2 separate regions of the Mus musculus genome follow, and region 2 is linked to region 1. The links are chromatin contacts, called in public promoter capture Hi-C maps. All regions are on one chromosome and are shown on one strand. Each heading gives the region's core, a stretch centred on a gene start, on an enhancer-like site or on the middle of the called end of the contact. The rest is flanking DNA. Distances are from core to core; before and after follow the strand shown.

What was found. Promoter capture Hi-C pulls out the DNA fragments that hold promoters and counts their contacts.
Region 2: a promoter capture Hi-C map of pre-B cells shows a contact between it and region 1, with 2.4 times the contacts expected there. The contact joins the promoter of Bub1 here to the promoter of AI847159 in region 1. A contact is called at or near these places in 2 of 39 promoter capture datasets (hippocampal neurons and pre-B cells), 1 of 484 Hi-C or Micro-C datasets (CD4 T cells) and 2 of 115 datasets of contacts at active chromatin or transcription factors (astrocytes and embryonic stem cells).

Annotation. Positions count from the first base shown.
Region 1 is chr2:129,178,089-129,183,064 of GRCm38.p6, forward strand. It overlaps AI847159 (expressed sequence AI847159), which reads right to left and starts at 2,585. Exons shown (of 3, transcript NR_045264.1): 1 at 2,366-2,585; 2 at 2,122-2,171; 3 at 60-795. Gm39932 (a long non-coding RNA gene) reads left to right here and starts at 4,515. Exons shown (of 2, transcript XR_866734.2): 1 at 4,515-4,666.
Region 2 is chr2:127,830,477-127,835,195 of GRCm38.p6, forward strand. It overlaps Bub1 (BUB1, mitotic checkpoint serine/threonine kinase), which reads right to left and starts at 1,383. Exons shown (of 25, transcript NM_009772.2): 1 at 1,244-1,383. The coding sequence starts at 1,269.

The DNA.
Region 1 (4,976 bases), core at 1,335-3,834:
AAGTGTCCCCGGGTTCCAGGAGTCTATAAACTCAGAGACAAACATCACAAGGTCACACATAAGGAGAGGAGTGATTCCTTTTATTACCCATAAACATTTAAGTGCCATAAGGAGATTTTAGGCATTTTGAGTGTTCTTTGTGGATTGGCTTCCTAGAAGATAAGAAAACTGAGCTAATCCCTGTGGGTTGGATTCAGACAGGGAAAAAGATGAGGGGAAACAAAGAGCAGAACTCACTGAGAGCAGAGGGCGCTCGGGCAGGGATGAGGAGGGGTAGACAGTCCATGCAATGGAGGAGCTCATATATAACTTTCTGGTGACCTCTTAGAGTCCTCAGTCCCACAGGAGGAAGTTGTCCACAAGGGCTGGGGTAAAGGTATTGAATTTCTGATCCCAAATCTCAGTCCTTTGGTAGCTACATCTTGGTAATGGGTGTTTTGCCTTGCCGCTTTCCAATGACTGGCTCAGCAATTGCTGAGGAAAAGGCAGACAGACAGGGGACATTTTGTACGTAGAGTGGTCAACAGTCTTTTTGCATAAGGGAAAAGGAATACGCTCGCTCTTAAGGTCCTTTACACCCTCCCCCACCCCCGAGTCTGGGCGGAGATGCAGAAGTAGGTGTTGGGCCACTCCCTGTTTGCAAAGTAGGAAATGGAATGCTCCAACCTGCTGTGATTTTCTATAGTCAACCTGTCTGCAACCGCAGGAGTGTCAGGGGAAGGGCCAGGAGACAACACTTCTCCTTCGAATTCCTTCCAGCTGTGCTGAGGCTTGGTAGTGAGAATGTTGGTTTCTCTGAAAAACACAGACATATTATAAGACTTTTAATCCCAGGTGTGGGATATGCGGCTGACGATGACTTGCCTCCTGCTCTAAGAAGGGGCGTGGTTTTGCCAGCCGCAGATACTTTCTGTTATTGTATGAGATCTGGAATTCTGGCGACCTTTCAGAGGATGTATAAATGCTAGCACCCCAATCGACGGGGCTGACTGGCCAGTTGTTGGTTCAATGTTGGTTGTTGGTTGGTTGCTATTTGTTAAATAGTTGTGCACAAAGAAACAAGAAATGAGATATCCACCGGGCAGTGGTGGCGCACACCTTTGATTCCAGCACTCGGGAGGCAGAGGCAGGTGGATTTCTGAGTTTGAGGCCAGCCTGGTCTACAGAGTGAGTTCCAGGACAGCCAGGGCTATACAGAGAAACCCTGTCTCGGAAAAAAGAGAGAGAGAGAGAAAGAAGGAGAGAGAAAGGAAGAAAGAGAGAGAGAGAAAGGAAGAAAGAGAAAGATATCCTGACTGTGAAGATCAAACTTGCCCTAAGGAACTCAACAGCCCTAATCAGCAGGAATTATCCTAACAATATCATCGCCCCCTTTCCCCGCCATCCTTTTCTCTCTTCTATCTAATATTAAGGGGTTGAAAAAGTGGAGAAGGGTAAAGAAAAAAGCATCCACAAAATAGCCGAAAGGACAGGCTATAGGGCTCAGCAGGGAAACCCAGAGAACATGAGAAGAGAAAACCCCTGTGCTTTGTGAGGGGAGGCACAGCTGAGTCTGGTAACCAGACAGCAACACTGGCTCTAGCCAGACAGGAACATACAAGGAAAATCTAAATGTAGAAATTCCTATCGGACCATGGACTCATGTAGCATACATCTTAATCAGAATCAGTAATGAGGTAAGTCTAAAAAGGCCTTGAGGTAGAAACAAAGGCAACATCTGGCCTTCAAGTGGCTGTCCTCCACTGTTCCACCCCCCTTCCCTTAAAAAATATTATATATACACATATACATACATACATTAAATATAATATAAATACTCAATTATATATACATATTTATATTTATATATCCATATCTCCCACTTTTGTTCTTCTCATCCCTGTCTGTTCCCATCACTCTGGGTCCTTTCCCAGCATTCACACCAAGGTCTTGGTAGCAGCTCCAGCCATGGGGCTTGGGGCTGTGGCTTGGTATCCGTGCTTCATCAGAAGCATACCATTTCCCTTCCTTCCCTAGCCAATGTCAGAACCAGCCATCAGGCCTAAAGAAGGAGGTGGCTTCTCCCATGACACCCCTCAGACTGTGGTTTTTACATCCTGTGCTGGTGGCCTTTGTACTTACCCCATCCGGAGCTTTCCAGATGTGGTAGCCAACTTTTGTTTTTCTTTCTCCTAGAGCAAGACACAGCTCTGATAATATTTGTATACTATTTGAGGAATGGATATTTTCCTTTAAGTCAATATTTTCAAAACTTTTTAAACCCCCACCCACACAAAGAAATACATTTTATATTATGAACAGTTTACACACACATACACACACACACACACACGCCTTACCACAATTTTCAGGAAATAATACTCACATTGTTGAATGTGCTCTGGTATTTTCTTTCATTTCAGTTTTTTACAAGGCTTCCTGTGTGGGTTTGGAGATGCAGCTCGGCGGTAGAGCACTTGCTCAGCAAACATGAAACTCTAGCACCGACACCAAAAAGCACTTGTTGGGACCTTAAGATAGAAAGCTCTGTCCTAAAGAGCAGAGATACTCCGGTCACTGTTAAACTGAGAAAGCTTTGCATCCAAACCTGGTCAGATTAGGATTAAGCTATAATCAAATGAGGGCTCTGGCCAGTCCTGCTTTGCAGACTGTGAACTTGACCTTGTTGCCAAGGAAGGAGCCTCTCCAGGGTTAGCTGACAGTGGCGATGGCCTCATGGTCTGGATATAGGACCTGCTTGTGCTTTTTGTATTTTTCCTCTTTGGTTCCTTGTATTTTTTCCTTTTGTATTGTACCCTTTCGTCTTTTTCTTTTTCTCTTTCTTTCTTTCTTTCTTTCTTTCTTTCTTTCTTTCTTTCTTTCTTTCTTTCTTTTTTTTTCGGGACAGGGTTTTTCTGTATAGCCCTGTCTGTCCTGGAAATCACTTTGTAGACCAGGCTGGCCTCGAACTCAGAAATCCACCTGCCTCTGCCTCCCGAGTGCTGGGATTAAAGGCGTGTGCCACCACACCTGGCCCCTTTTCGTATTTTTCTAGGGAGACTTAGAGGGATCCAGCAGGCCATGGAAGGACAAAGCAGGCCACTGTCTCAGAATGACAGAAGCTGTCCTTGGCCAAGGAGTAGAGAGTTAACAGTGGGTTCATAGAGCTCAGGAATGCCTACAATAGCATGTTTAGATTTACTAATCTAAGAAATTAAGAAAACAAGCCTGGACTTTAGAGACGGGGCGGGGGGGGGGGGGGGGGCGGGGGGATACAAAGTGGCTCTTAGGCCTAGAGAGGCAGGAGGTGATTGGACATTCAACGGGAATAGTGGCAGGTGATAAGCAGTTGCCCCTCCTCCTGCCTAGCATAGCCTCACCTTGAGCAAGAGGTGAGAGGAATGCAGGGCTGGGGAAGATTATTCCAGTCTTCCATCCCAATATAGCAACATTCCAGCTATAAAACCTTTTAGTCAGTTAAAAATAACTTCATAAAACATAATTGATATATAAATCATGAAATTACACTGCAAAGTGTTGTCATGATTCTGTTTGTGTCCTGGTAACACTACCTACACATCTTGTACAGAGAAAGACCTTGCAGACATGGGGGTGGGGGAGCGGCTACTTTCTAGCCATTCCGATAGGGGGCACTCCACCTCCATGAGGAAAGCTGATAAGAACGATCCAACTATGATTTGGCCGAGGCTAACTTACCAGGGTCTTTGTTCTTTTAACTTTATCAAATACTTTCTAGGATAGCAGTGATCAGTCTGTCAAAGGGACAGCACTGGGCTGGAGAGATAACTGATCGCTCTTTCAGAGGACCTGAAGTCAGTTCCCAGCACCTACTCCGTAGCTAACAGTCCTCTGTAACTCCAGTTCCAGGGGAACCTGACACCCTCTTCTGGCCTCCTCCGACACAGTATACATATGCTACACAGACATACATGCAGGCAAACCCACACATTTTTTAAAAAAGATCTCAAGGGTGGGAGAACGAGGGGGAGGGAATTTAAACTTTTTGAGTCAGGGTCCAGGATGGTCTTGAACTATGAAACCTAGGACAACCTTGAATTTCTGCTCGTCCTGTCTGCACCTCCCAAAGGGCTAGGATTACCGGCCCACACCACTAAGCCCAGTTTATTTGATGCTGGAGATCAAACTTGAGGCTCTGAACAAGCTAAGCTAGCACTCTACTGAGTGAACTACATCCTCAACTCGGGAATTTCATCTTTATACTGAATTTGAGGGGCTGGTGAGACTGTTGTCCAGTTAGAGTACTTGCCTATTCCACTGACATGAAGACCTGGGTTCAGTAACAGGACACACATGCACATACAAGCACACACACTCGCACATGCATGCACAGCAACTCTGTAAATGAAACCAAAAACAAAAGCCTAACCATTTACCTAGTGCTGCTTTTTTTTTTTTTAATGTAGAGTAGTTATAACCCATCTGTAGTAGACTGTGTGCCTCAGAATTCCAGTGTTGAGTCTGACTCCAAATATGGTAGCATCAGGAGGCAGGCCTCTGAGTGGTGATCAGATAATAGAGTGAAACTTTCATGGGTCAATGCTCTCATAAGAAACTCCCAGAGAGCTCCCTCAGTCTTCTGCCATGAGGACAAGAAAGAGGATGGATTTCTGTAGGTCAAATGATGGGCCTTCAGGAGACATAACCTGTGAGTATTCTGATCTGGAATTTCCCAGCCTCCTCTGGGCAATACATTTCTGTTGCTTAGAGTCCACGGCGTACTGTCTTAGCAGTCTGCATAGATTAAGACACTAATGTGCTCATTGTTTGCCAAATATAGGAAGTGAGGATGGCCCATGTTCCCGTGAGCTTTCACTTTAGTGAGGGAGACTGGGATGACCTTAACCCGTGGAATAAACAGGTCCTGAGCGGAGACTAGAGCTCTCTGGCCCAGGATTCTTCCAGCTGAGGAGGAACCCGTGTCTTCTGAGACTTGAGTTCTCGTCTGTAGAATTCAG
Region 2 (4,719 bases), core at 133-2,632, 1.3 Mb before region 1:
GGCTGGAACCATAAACAGTAATGAGTTCAGAAGTTACAGCAAGTAAGGGTGAGAATAGTATGTGTACAACTTTGGAGAGAGGATACATGGCAATTAACTGTATTCTCAGTATGCATCAAGTTGAGAAACAACCATAGGTTTTTAAACTGAGAAATGATAAGATTAGGAGAAAAAGAATTTAAAAGTAGTATTTTGGTAGATGACCAGAAAACTATATCTCAAAATATATTTCACTGGCAAACTGAAATGATCATTCAGAGAAACTGCAATGGTTTTCTCATAATTTAGTAGAGATTTTAGCAATTTATTTTTAAGTCAACGATTCTCACTTTTTCACTTTGGATTCATTTTGGATTCTTTTTAGCATGTTTGAAATGTCAGCACTACTTCTGTGTTTAGAAGTTCTTATTTAGCAAAATAAGAAATACAAATATTTGTCCAAGATAAACAAACATTGAATAGCCCCACACCAACCACACCTCCTGGGAAAATGGCTTAAACATCAAATCATTAAAATAAATTAGTCTTTAAAAATCAAAATACCTAGCTTCTATTTTAGAACGGGGAGGGGAAATCCTTAGTCGATCTGATCAAAAATTAAATTGCTTAACGCCAACAGATTTTGGATATCTTACTCTTAGAATACCTAAAGAACTGATGAAAATAAAATTGTATTTCTTGTAACATCCGATTTAACAGTTTTAAATGGCTTAACATCACAGGCTGAGTAAGTCACCTAAGCGCCCGCCCCCAGACCCCAAAACAAAAACAAATAACCAATCAGTGCCTGCAGGAAGCCTCAAATGACTTAATAGCAAGCATTCCCCCCCCCCCATAAAGTTCAGCTTTAATTTTTTTCTTACGTATCAGGCAATCGAGAAATAATAAATTCTTTCCTTAGTTGGGTGGCATTTTTATCAGACTTTGAAATTTTCTCCAAAAATCTCCACCACCACACAAGTTTGGGTTTTGAAGGCGGGGCGTCCCTCGCGTCTAGAGGAAGTTCCCCATGGAGAAGATACGTGACTTCAGAAGGTTCCGCAGACTGCCCAAATCCTCGGCACAAAACGGTAGCCGGCTGCAGCTTGCACGTCTACTCGAGTGACCCGGGGGCTACCGCCTTGGCTGAGGCCTGGTGCAGCGAACCCGCTGAGGAAGCGGCGCTGAGGAGAAAGCGCGCCTGAGGGACCCGGACTCTAACCGTCCCGACCGGCCCACCTCACCGCACCTGACCGACACTTACCGAAAGACATTTTCTAGGTTGTCCATGACGAGAAAAAACGCGCAGCGGCGAAATACCCCACCAGCCGCCGACCAAACTCCCCATCAGCCCCTAACCCCGAGTCTCGAAGGCCGCCGGCGATTCGAATTCCCCGCGCAGCCGCACTTGTGATGTCGAACGTGGGCAGCGCGCCTGACTATTGGTCTCCGCTGCGGGAGAGCTGGCCAATCGCTGCGGCCGTTGCTGGGAGACAAAGTCCCGCCTCCGTCCCCGCCCCCTCCGTCCCTAGCCCGCAGTTCTTTTCATTTGCCTTTTAGTGAGTCCTATGCTAGGTGCTGACTGAGCTAAGGTTTGTTTCCATTCTAGTGAGACACTAGCCATGTTTTGGCATAGAGTTATTATTATTACTTTTTAAAAAACGGTATAAATGGCAACTGGCTTACAGTATTACACTACCAGGCCGAACGTGACGATTCTGTGACTGAAACCCCTTTGAGTCCTCTTGGGTCTTGAGAGTCACTCACGAATTTTTGTCCTCTTTGCTTAACAGAAATGGCATAGCTGGTGAGCTGGCTCGGTGAATAAAAGCATCCACAAGGTGGAAGGAAAGAAAACCAACTTCCTCAAGTTGTCCTCTGATCTCCACATGCATGCCGTGGCACATACTCATATAACAAATGAGGAAACCACAATCATTATGTCTGGTTCACGAATGAAGACAAATAGCCATGTATATGTGTGTGTGTGTGTGTGTGTGTGTGTGTGTGTGTGTGTCCATCCAGAGTTTTATGGGATCCCATGCCTTTGGCCTCTGCCACACTTGGTTCACATAAAGGCACACCCACACGTATTTGTAAAATATTCATAGTAATTTTAAAGAGTCCGGAAGTCCAAGAATAAATATTTAACATGTTCATGTGCCCTGAGAGTGAGTTGAGAAATAATCTAGTCTTCCCTGCTTCTTGAGTTTTAATAACTTCCCACTTTGCCTCTCTAGGGTCACTTGACCAAAGCAAGTAGAACATAAAAGACTCATGCGATTACTACCTTCCTGTTTCTAAAGGTCCTGGGAGTTTTTCAGCTCCTTCAAGTTGATAAAAAAGATATTGCAGCTTCTGGACAGATAGACATTTTCTAACCTAGAGAAAAGAATTATGAGTGATTTCCCATTTGATTTCCTAGAATCATCTAACTAGAGGAACATTCCTGACATGTCTTTATAGCTGCACACGAAAATATTGTCTGTGGCCATGATATTGGCAGAATTGGTAAACACCACTAGAGGGAGTTCCAGGTTCTTGCATTCCTCGTAGATAGTAGCAAGCAAAGTAGATTAAGAATACACTTCCAATGTTTGGCTGCTAACATCTGCCTCTATTTGTAAGGCTCTGGCAAGGCCTCTCAGGAGACAGACATATCAGGCTCCTTTCAGCATGCACTTCTTGGCATCCACAATAGTATCTGGGTTTGATAATTGTATATGGGATAAATTCCCAGGTGGGACAGTCTCTGGGTGGCCTTTCCTTTAGGCTCTGCTCTACACTTTATCTCCATATTTGCTCCTATGAGTATTTTGTTCTCCAAGAAGGACCGAAGCACCCACTCTTTGGTCTTCCTTCTTGAGCTTCATGTGGTCTGTGAATTGAATCCTGGTTATTTTAGGGCTTGTATCCACTTATCAGTGAGTGCATACCATGTGTTTTCTTTTGCGGTTGGGTTACCTCACTCAGCATGATATTTTCTAGTTCTATCCATTTGCCTTAGAACTTCATAAATTCATCGGTTTTTGTTGTTGTTGTTGTTTGTTTGTTTGTTGTTTTTTTCGAGACAAGGTTTCTCTGTTAGTCTTGGCTGTCCTGGAACTCACTCTGTAGACCAGGCTGACCTCGAACTCAGAGATCTGCCTGCCTCTTCCTCCCAAGTGCTGGGATTAAAGGCGTGCACCACCACGCCTGGCAAATTCATCATTTTTAATAGTTGAGTAGTACTCCATTGTGTAAATGTATCACATTTTCTGTATCCATTCCTCTGTTGAGGGACATCTGGATTCTTTCCAGCTTCTGGCTATTATAAATAAGGCTGCTATGAACATAGTGGAGCGTGTGTCCTTATTTCATGTTGGAGCATCTTTGGGTATATGCCCAGGAGTAGGATAGCTGGGTCCTCAGGTAATAGCTGGGTACATAATGGCAGCATTCGTTAATAATGCCCTCAAGTCAGTCCTGTAGTGTGTAGCTCAGTTATCTGAGCCCTGGATAGGGTGTTCAGGAGGCTACTGAGAGGCATGTGCCCTTGGGCAAGTCATTAAACATTGTTGGTTATTCATTTGTAGAAGCAGCTTAAAGGAAACCTGAGCACAAATGCCCAAGATTATGCTGTAACTCACCATAAGCCACTGCATGTGGAATGCCCTATAAATGCTTTGCTGAGGAGGAGGTGAGTCTGTTGCTCTTCCCAGGGCCAGGTGCAGTGTGCAGAGAGAAGCCAGAAACAATTTTTAGAGACTTTCTCTTGTACTGAAGACCTTGTACAGCTCTTGGGGACGAATTCAGATTCCCTCTCCAGTCTACTGCAGACCAGTTCATAATTTTCAGAGGCTAATCACTGTTGGCTTCGTTCATTCCATTTTTTCTGGTCTATGTCTAGTGGCCAGTCTCTTGCCTTGGGGCGGGTACGTCTTTGTAGGGCTGTCTAGAGGCTCCTCAGGGCTGTGGAGAGGGCAGCATCTTTGGTCTACTGTGCTGCCTGTTAGGCTGAAGGCTTTGGGAGGAAAGGAAAGGACTGGGAGACTTTGAAGAGGCAGAGGAGGCAGCAGTCAAACCCCTCAGGAGGCTGCTGAATGGGGTGGGGGAGTAGGCACCTCCCTCCATATTAGATCTATGTAGTCATATCAGCAATGTAGCCTCACAGAGGTTCCTGCCACACACCTTCTCCACTGCATTTGGTTGGTCAGGAGTAGTTATCTTTCCTACACTAAGCCAGTCAAAGTTGTACTAGAATTGCTGTAACTTGAAATAAAGGGGAAACAAAGGTAGTTTTTTATGGTTGGAGCTGAGAACAGTGAGGCTGGGGGCTTGTTGGCCTCTGTTGTTCTTACTTCCAGGTGGGCTTTGGTCTGCCTTGAGAATGGAGAAAGAGAACTGCCCTGAGAATGGAGAAAGAGAAGAGAGAGAGAGAGAGAGAGAGAGAGAGAGAGAGAGAGAGCCGAGACAGTTGGTTCCAGTGGTTTGTGATGCCCTTCACAACAATGATCTTCTCCAGTTATGCCCAAATTTCCCTTGAGTTTTGCAAACTAAAGCATTTTCATTTTGCTGAAAAGAATTCAAACAAGTTTTCATTGGTTTATAACTGAGAGTTAACTGGATAATAGCATTGGAGAGTGATTGGATAACGTGACTGAAAGAAGTCCCATTTTGCCTTCTCTTTCCCCCTCTCCCTCTTCCTCTCTTCACATACACATCAAATATACATATGGGAGTGTGTATATATTAGCACAC